3 separate regions of the Mus musculus genome follow, and all the other regions are linked to region 3. Evidence: chromatin contacts called from public HiChIP or PLAC-seq data. All regions are on one chromosome and are shown on one strand. Each heading gives the region's core, a stretch centred on a gene start, on an enhancer-like site or on the middle of the called end of the contact. The rest is flanking DNA. Distances are from core to core; before and after follow the strand shown. Region 1 holds the start of Gsx1 (GS homeobox 1). Region 2 holds the start of Plut (PDX1 associated lncRNA, upregulator of transcription). Region 3 has its middle 15 kb from the start of Gm10858.

Region 1 (2,849 bases), core at 136-2,635, 280 kb after region 3:
GGGTTTGGGCGGCCTTGCACTGATTCATCCACCCCCTCCGTAAAGCTCCCCTTTCTTGGTCTCACGATTCCGTTCACGGTTCAGAGCAGGTGACTGTGGCGATTTGTAAAATCGAAAGTAGTAAATTCGAAATCTTTTATGCTAATTTCTCATTGTATGTTAAACGCACAGGGACAGAGACAGCTCTGAATCCCGGGATGATTTTTTTAAAAAACTGAAGCTGTGTACACAGAGCGTGGCATTTGAAGTTGTTTAACCATTGTGTTACCAGAAAGAAAGAAAAAAAAGAGTGCGGCGACGGTAGGAGGAAGCAAAGGGCAACAGAAACTGGGAAAGACAGAAGAGTGCTCTTCCTTTCTCTCCAGCCGTGGGAAGCAACGCTTTCGAGTGCACCGGCGTGTCTAGTGGAGTGTGTGCGAGTGGAGAGTGCGCGCGCAACGTCTGTGAGAGTCTACACCATCCACACTCACCACGTTTGGTGGGGTGGGAAAGCTTCATACCCACGAATTCGGCTCTCACTCCCCTTGCTATGTATCTGTCCGTATTTTCAAAGACTACCCACCCGCGTACTTGTTTTGTTGCTATTTCTTTACATACACGGCCCTGTTGTTGAAGGGAAGAGCTGGTTGGCCAAGGGTCCACCGAACAAAGATGAGGAGTCACAGGCAACACCAAAATTGGGAGCCTTTGATTTTCTGAGAAAACACGGACAGAGATGAGGTTAGTCTCCAATGAGGACTAGGGAGCCTTTCTCTCATCCTCTGAGGCGCACTCAGAAACCTTGTTTTTCTGTCTCCAAATAGTGCGAGAGAAGAGACTCCACAGGTGGGAATGGTGGCCGCCCATTAGGATGCTTCATAGGATGCAGAGCTGAGCTTCGAGAACTAAGCGAAAGCGATACACTTGGTGGAACTGGGGTGGGGGGAACGAGCAAGGAAGAAGTAACAGAAAGAAAGGGACCAGGATCAAGTGGGCAGAGGAGATGGGTGTGCGCCCACGGGGATCTGTGCAAGCGAGGCAGCACGGGTGCGGAAATCAATAAGATAAATGGACCGATCGCCAGCGCAAAGCCAAAGGAAAGTAAGAAATAAAGAGAAAGAAAAGAATATTAAATCGCGGGAGAATGAGAAAATAAACCCGAAAAGGGAAGAGGAGGGGGGCGAGTGCGCCTGTTACGGCGTGGGTGGGGTTGACAAGAATAGAGTACATTATGCAGTTCATTTAGTTAACAAGTGAAATAATGAGGAAGCGTGCAGAGTGAATGCCAAGAGAAAGGGCACAAAAACCCTATTGAGAGGCCCCGGCCGCTCCTGGCGTAGCCCATCACATGGCAATAGTCCTATTTAAGCGGCGCCGCCGGCGTCTTTCAGCACCACTAGCGCTGGCCAGCACCTCGCCCGCTCCGGGAGGTGCCCGCAGCAGCAGCCAAGGTGATTCCAGCCCGGGCTTGAGCCGCGCGTGGAGCCTCCGGGGCCCGGGAAGCTGCGGGTGGCCGCGGCCAGGGGAAGCTACGACAGGATCTGCAGTTCCCTCGGGCTCCAGGGGCGGGCTGGCGGCAGGTGGACCGCGCGCCGGAGCCATGCCGCGCTCCTTCCTGGTGGATTCCCTTGTGCTGCGGGAAGCCAGCGACAAGAAGGCTCCGGAGGGCAGCCCGCCACCGCTCTTCCCCTACGCGGTCCCGCCGCCGCACGCGCTCCACGGCCTCTCGCCGGGCGCCTGCCACGCGCGCAAGGCCGGCTTGCTGTGCGTGTGTCCCCTCTGTGTCACCGCTTCGCAGCTGCACGGGCCCCCCGGGCCGCCGGCACTGCCGCTACTCAAGGCGTCCTTCCCTCCCTTCGGATCGCAGTACTGCCACGCACCCCTGGGCCGCCAGCACTCCGTGTCCCCTGGAGTCGCCCACGGCCCGGCTGCGGCCGCAGCAGCTGCTGCACTCTACCAGACCTCCTACCCGCTGCCGGATCCCAGACAGTTTCACTGCATCTCTGTGGGTAAGCGGGGTCCCCGCGCGAAATTGGGGGGCGGTGGTCCCGGGGTGGGGGGAAGTGAGTGAGCTAGGGATGGGGAAACGGCGCGCTATGGGGGACGGTGAGGATACTCGAGGGGCGCTCACAGTGCTAGACTGGGACCGGACGTAGGAACCGGGGAGAAGCCAGAAAGATCCTGGGGCGAAGGGGAAGGGGTTAAGGCCAGCTTTGAGATGTTCCTTAAAGGGGTGTTAGGGACAACCGATTCCGAGGAGAATTGGAGTCTGTGACTTGGCAAGGAGGCACCCGCCTGTGGAGTGATGAATGGAAGGATGGAAGGGATGTGTGCCTGATTCCAAGGTTGAGGCTAGCCTCAGTTCAGCGGGAAATTAGGCCCAAGGCTCAGAGGTTTGATGATCTCTCTCTCTCTCTCTCTCTCTCTCTCTCTCTCTCTCTCTCTCTCTCTCTTTCCCTCCCTCCCCCCCCCCCCCATCGCCCTCCAGACAGCAGCTCGAACCAGCTGCCCAGCAGCAAGAGGATGCGGACGGCGTTCACCAGCACACAGCTCCTGGAGCTGGAGCGAGAGTTCGCCTCCAACATGTACCTCTCCCGCCTGCGGCGCATCGAGATCGCGACCTATCTGAACCTGTCCGAGAAGCAGGTGAAGATCTGGTTTCAGAACCGCCGGGTGAAGCACAAGAAAGAAGGCAAAGGCAGTAACCACCGCGGCGGAGCTGGGGCGGGGGCCGGCGGGGGCGCACCGCAAGGCTGCAAGTGCTCTTCGCTCTCCTCAGCCAAATGCTCAGAGGACGACGACGAATTGCCCATGTCTCCATCTTCCTCCGGGAAGGATGACAGAGATCTCACAGTCACTCCGTAGGTGCG
Region 2 (2,704 bases), core at 121-2,620, 360 kb after region 3:
CGTAGAGAGTCCGCGAGCCACCCAGCGCCTAAGGCCTGGCTTGTAGCTCCGACCCGGGGCTGCTGGCCCCCAAGTGCCGGCTGCCACCATGAACAGTGAGGAGCAGTACTACGCGGCCACACAGCTCTACAAGGACCCGTGCGCATTCCAGAGGGGCCCGGTGCCAGAGTTCAGCGCTAACCCCCCTGCGTGCCTGTACATGGGCCGCCAGCCCCCACCTCCGCCGCCACCCCAGTTTACAAGCTCGCTGGGATCACTGGAGCAGGGAAGTCCTCCGGACATCTCCCCATACGAAGTGCCCCCGCTCGCCTCCGACGACCCGGCTGGCGCTCACCTCCACCACCACCTTCCAGCTCAGCTCGGGCTCGCCCATCCACCTCCCGGACCTTTCCCGAATGGAACCGAGCCTGGGGGCCTGGAAGAGCCCAACCGCGTCCAGCTCCCTTTCCCGTGGATGAAATCCACCAAAGCTCACGCGTGGAAAGGCCAGTGGGCAGGTAAGCCTGGCTCTTTCTCCCTTTCTCTTTCCCTAGTCTGGACTTGGCTGCTACTGCCTTCAAGAACTCCCCCGGGCCTTTTCTCACAAGTTCCTCTGAAACCCGCAAGGATAATGCAGGCTTAGAATAAAGTCTATGCAAGCCAGTAAGTCCACTCATGTTGGCAGCTTGTTCTCCATTCAACACTCTTCCCTCCTTGCGCTTGTCCTGAGCCTTTCTTACCCTGGGAGCCAACTCCCACGCTGGAGAAAGAAGAGGCCTAGCCAGGCTCAGAACTCCCGAACTCTCTGGATCTTTCTGCAGAGAGGAACCTGGACTCCCGGACCCCAAGGGCCCCAAGCAAGTTATGCAAGATGTCTCTGATGATGGAGTCCCTTGGAAACCCTAGGCCCCTTCACTTCCCGGCTCTATCCTAGTGGCCTTATTAGAGAAACGGGGCCTCCTAGGGGCAGTAGGAGTAGGAGAAACACAGGAAGAAGGGAAAGGAAAATTGCGTCCATCCAGGTAGGCCCTGGAGTAGGATGAGGGGTGGGGGTGAACAGGGAGAGGCTGTACCAACGCGAGGTGCTCACCGGGAGGGTTGAAAGGCAGGTGGTTCACTCTCTCGGAGTCTGGCAGTTGGCAGAGGTCTCTGGGGTGCCAATTCTTTTTGAACCAACCCAACGTGTTTGAAGGGTCCTCTCTGGAGCCGCGTCCCAGGAAGCAAATATGCAGAAGAAGGGGCCTCCTCCCTGCTGTCCGGCTCAAAGAAGCAAGACACCCTGGCTTTCCTTAGCCCTAGGCGCCTGCTTTGTGATAAAGTCCTTCCTTCCAGCAGAGGCGAAGCGGAGCAAGCCCTAGGTCCCTTCCCGCCGGATGCTGGCAGCCAATTCGTGTGGGGGCCTGTGCCCGCCGCTCCACAATGTTATCTCTTCCGGTCTACAGCCACTTCTGGTCACACCTGGACTGCAAATAGCTGCTCTTTCTTTTGCTTTCCGACTGACTGTCGGGAGCAGGAGCGAAGGGTTAAGACGCTGGAGTTGCCATCCCCTGAGAATTCTCAACGTTGTCCTCCGGTCCTAAGGCGCCTGGTCTGACACTATCCCAGGAGCAGCCAAGCAAAGCTCCGAGAGAGTATGGGGGTAACGAGGTTCACCAAGGATTCAAGGGTGGAAAAAGAAGGGGGAAGGCTCCTTTAGCTAGTTCATTTTCTCACCGAGGAAAAAAACAAAAAAAAAAAAAAAAAAACAAAACAAAAAAAAAAAACAAAACAAAACAAAAAACCCTGACTTAAAACAGGCCCAAACTCTTGCTGGGGAGATCCTCCACCTCTGAGCAATTCCAAGCAGCTGGAGCAGGTAGGCCGCAGCAGAGGCCTCTCAAGGCCAAGACCAAAGGGCGCTGAGACCTGGCCATTGGGCTGCCCAAAGACAGACCCTCCACCTAAAGGGGGTTCCTTGCCAAGGAACCACGAAGCAGAGCCCCGGAGATTGATTCTTTCTGGCTATCCACTCCTGCTCTGGGCTAGGGTAGGAACAAGCCAGGGAGTTAAATCTGAGCAGAGGAAGCAGAAAGCCTTTCCTATGTTTGGTGAACACTTTGGAGACCCCTCCTGACTGTGAGATCTGGGTACCAGGATCCTTTGCGGATCCTTTCTGACCATCAGCAAGCAGGACTCGAGGCAGACTACCCCTCTCTTCTCCCTGTAGAAACCTGCAAAGAGCTCCAGCCGGCCCCACTTCAGAAGGACTGCAAGGTTTAGCGAACCCACCTGCGTGTGCTTCGTCGGTTCACAACCCCTGGAAAGGGCTTAATGGCTGAAGGGCTTATAGTAGGACTATGAATGCTAATGGCAATAACCGCTTATAAATAATTGGACTTAAAAGAACTTCATAATCCCTACTGGTGAGTTCTACTGAGCCCCAGAAAAGTCAGATCGAGCACTCTGAACATCTCACCAGCAGATTCTAACTTTAATTCCCACCCGTGGCTTCCTCTAGCTGAGCACAGGTTCCCTATAGTCTTTCATTAGGGCTTGGCAAAGTAGGCAGCTGAGGGCAGTAGTTGGAAGAATCTGCCAGTTGTTGGCATTTAAGATGTCTCTTTAAGGTTAGGTATCTTTCCTTTCCTACACCAGGAAAGGCCTGTGTGGTTTGGGGACACAGGTTTGTGTTCCTGAGGACACAAACTGCTTTCCAAAGAGTGGTCTGGGGACTTCACTTCAGCTT
Region 3 (2,700 bases), core at 167-2,666:
TAAATTCCAGCTCCTGCAGTAGCCCTGTAGCCAGGCAAGAGACCAGGCTAGCCATGGAGAAGGGTGAATACGCGGTGCAGGGGATACACAGCTAGGCAAGCAGTGTAAGCCCAACGATAGTGTTACCATGGAGACTCAGCCCTTAGGACCACCTCTGTGGTTCACTGGGAATGAAATGAGCCTCTCTGGAGTGAGCCAACTTCATAGAAACTTTGCAGTGACCCTTCCTGCCTGCCCGGCACAGGTCACCCCTCTCGAGCCTCTGATGCCTCCTGTCCTGGAGAGTTCTGACTTCAGTGCCACGCCCTGCTGTAGGGACCCATCCTGGGGAGCTACGAGGCACTCCAATAACCTCTGTGGAATTCCTCCTGATGAATGGACACTTCTCCAGTCAGTTCTTCCTCAGAAGAGGGGAACTGTTCAGTCACACTGTTCCTCCCAGAGCCTAAGAAAGGCAGACATTGGTCCTAGATGAGGCCTGTCGCCTGTGCATGAAACAGTTGGAGGCAGTATATTCAGCAGAGTCAGAAGGAGGTGAGGGAGCTGGCCTTGGGCACCTAAAGGAAACTGCTGTTTGGGTTGAAGTTTGACCTCACCAGGTGCCTGGAGAGTAGCAACCCTCGACTGTGTGGCCAAGTGGCTTCACCACGCACCTGGGACCACCCTGTGTAATTGGACGAGTTCGTTACCGTTACCGTTTCCAGACATTTCCAAATGTCATGATGATGTTGTGCATCAAGGGAGCAGAGCTGTAGTGAAGGCTGTGGCTGAGCTAGGGAAGCAGGACTCTGCTACAAGCACTGTGTTTGTTGAATGAATACTTGTAAATGAGACACCATCCATCTGCTGCCATCTACTGAGCACTCACTCTGGGCCAGCCACTCTGCTCTCTCCTACAAAATTCCATTCCCTTTCGACAATTACACACACACACACACACACACACACACACACACACACACACACACAAACTATAAAGGAAAATTTTGATGCCTAGTTGATGTTCTCGTGCCTGCCTGAGCTGTAGGATAGACATGTTAAACCTCAGACTTAAGTGAACTTGCGTTTCCTACAAGGTGATGTAACTATAAACAGACACTTAATACCTCCGTGGACCACTTCCCCTCCCCATTCTCCTACAAATGTCCTGTTTAATGCCTAAGGTGTCAAATGGCTGTGAGCAGGCTATAGTTCTGGGAGGTTCAGGGCATTCCTGGGCCACTCCCACTTCCCACTGGGGCCTGGAAACCTTGTCCCTCCAGGTCAGCACTTCCTTGCAACTTTATCTGTCCTGAGTTCCAGGCCCCTGCCGTATTTGTCCAAATTAGAGTCCGTTTACTTTACAAACCACACTGGAGCTTCGCTGGGCACTCAGCAGCTGCTCCCCTGACGTCCCCAGCAGGGCCCTTGTTTGCAGTCAGCAAACAGACCGCCCTGACCTAGCCACTGTGTCGCTTGGCTGCCCCGGAGGGTGCAGCAGGTAACCGGAAGTGGCTTGCTGAAGTGGCTCTCGCTGCTCCCCCCCACCCCCCCCCCCCCGCCCTCTTGGTTCAGGATCTCTCAAGGGAAACAAGTGAAAAGCAAAACAAGGTGAATCCTGAAACGATTTGTACACAGGAGAAAGTGCAAAGATGTCTACCCGAGGCAAAAGGAAAGATCACGAAAAGGGTGCCCACCCTCTGCCCCACTGTCACTATGGCTGCTTGGTCCTTATTCCACCAGGGCACCCTCTTGTTCCCCGTAGAAATAAGTGGAGCAGACTGCTTTGAACAAGCTTTAGCAGGAGGACTGGTGGGGCTGAATGTCCTGGGTCCCCTTCAAGTGGTTTAAGCTGTGTGCAGCAACCAAGTGTGCTCACATATAGAATAGAGGTAAGGAACGTGTTGGGAGGGCTAATTCAGCTAATGAGCTTAAGGAACTAAGAATTGAGTCTGGCACACTGTCTACTCCCAGTAGCCATTGGCATCTTTGGGTGGTGGAGATCAAGACAGGGTTTCTCTGTGTATCCCTGACTGTCCCGGAACTCCATCTGTAGACCAGGCTGGCCTCGAATTCACAGAAATCCACCCGCCTCTGCCTCCCAAGTGCTGGGATTAAAGCACCACCATTGCCAGCTGCATCGTAAGTAATGACCAGGCTGTGCCTCAATAAAAATACACCAGGCTGACACACCCTAAGTGGAAAACCCTGTGGTCCACCAACCCTGAAGAGATCTAGCATGTGGTTGTGGCCCAATGTATCAGTTGCAGGATAGACTGGGAGCTGAGATCACTGCTATCTGCGCCCCCCACCCCCCACGTCATGAAAGAGCATCAAATTGCATGTCACTAGCCAGGGAGAAGAGCCACATTTAAAACCTGAAGTACCTGTTTCTCCTGAAAGCACCTGCTTTCGCCTCATCAGGAGGAGCCACCCTCAAGCAGACCCCTGTAAGTCGAGAACCATTAGCCTTAGGCTTCCCCTGTTATGGGGCCGGTTTAGTTACGGGTGTGTTACTAGGAATCCTTCCAGACAGGGAGCTGGTGGTTTGGGATGCTTGTCTGTATCCTATTCAGATGTGACATGGAGTCTGACAGGCCCAAACATGCAGCTCCTGATCCAGAGAGGTTGGGCCAGCAACCATACTGGGCCGGTCCTTCCAGCAGATCCCACACATGGTGTCTTCACCCATATGGGAGTGTTTGTAGATTTCAAAATTCT

Evidence for each region. HiChIP or PLAC-seq counts read pairs in DNA pulled down with a chosen protein or histone mark.
Region 1: an H3K27ac HiChIP or PLAC-seq map of embryonic stem cells shows a contact between it and region 3, with 4 times the contacts expected there. The contact joins the promoter of Gsx1 here to the enhancer-like site in region 3. A contact is called at or near these places in 21 of 39 promoter capture datasets (the 3T3-L1 cell line, 3T3-L1-derived adipocytes, the HPC-7 cell line and 12 more), 4 of 484 Hi-C or Micro-C datasets (B cells and embryonic stem cells), 15 of 115 datasets of contacts at active chromatin or transcription factors (acute myeloid leukemia, craniofacial prominence, embryonic basal ganglia and 8 more) and 2 of 9 other capture datasets (embryonic stem cells and macrophages).
Region 2: an HNF4G HiChIP or PLAC-seq map of pancreatic cancer cells shows a contact between it and region 3. The contact joins the promoter of Plut here to the enhancer-like site in region 3. A contact is called at or near these places in 2 of 39 promoter capture datasets (the 3T3-L1 cell line and neural stem cells), 2 of 15 datasets of contacts at CTCF or cohesin (the NIH/3T3 cell line and stem cell-derived epiblast-like cells), 5 of 484 Hi-C or Micro-C datasets (bone marrow-derived macrophages, cortical neurons, embryonic fibroblasts and 1 more), 18 of 115 datasets of contacts at active chromatin or transcription factors (acute myeloid leukemia, craniofacial prominence, embryonic basal ganglia and 12 more) and 3 of 9 other capture datasets (adipose tissue, liver and pancreatic islet).

The regions. Positions count from the first base shown.
Region 1 is chr5:147,187,311-147,190,159 of GRCm38.p6, forward strand. It overlaps Gsx1 (GS homeobox 1), which reads left to right and starts at 1,386. Exons shown (of 2, transcript NM_008178.2): 1 at 1,386-1,988; 2 at 2,468-2,849. The coding sequence starts at 1,580. The coding sequence ends at 2,844.
Region 2 is chr5:147,270,151-147,272,854 of GRCm38.p6, forward strand. Plut (PDX1 associated lncRNA, upregulator of transcription) reads right to left here and starts at 1,371. Exons shown (of 6, transcript NR_038157.1): 1 at 1,070-1,371. It overlaps Pdx1 (pancreatic and duodenal homeobox 1), which reads left to right. Exons shown (of 2, transcript NM_008814.4): 1 at 1-497. The coding sequence starts at 89.
Region 3 is chr5:146,911,100-146,913,799 of GRCm38.p6, forward strand. No RefSeq gene overlaps it. Among named protein-coding and RNA genes, the nearest start is that of Gm10858, 15 kb to the left of the region's middle. Within about 2 kb of position 1,417, at least 50 of the 459 cell types and tissues checked have an H3K27ac peak or open chromatin away from gene starts, as enhancers often do. A contact at or near this core is called in the HPC-7 cell line, embryonic stem cells, liver and 3 more, where this site is marked.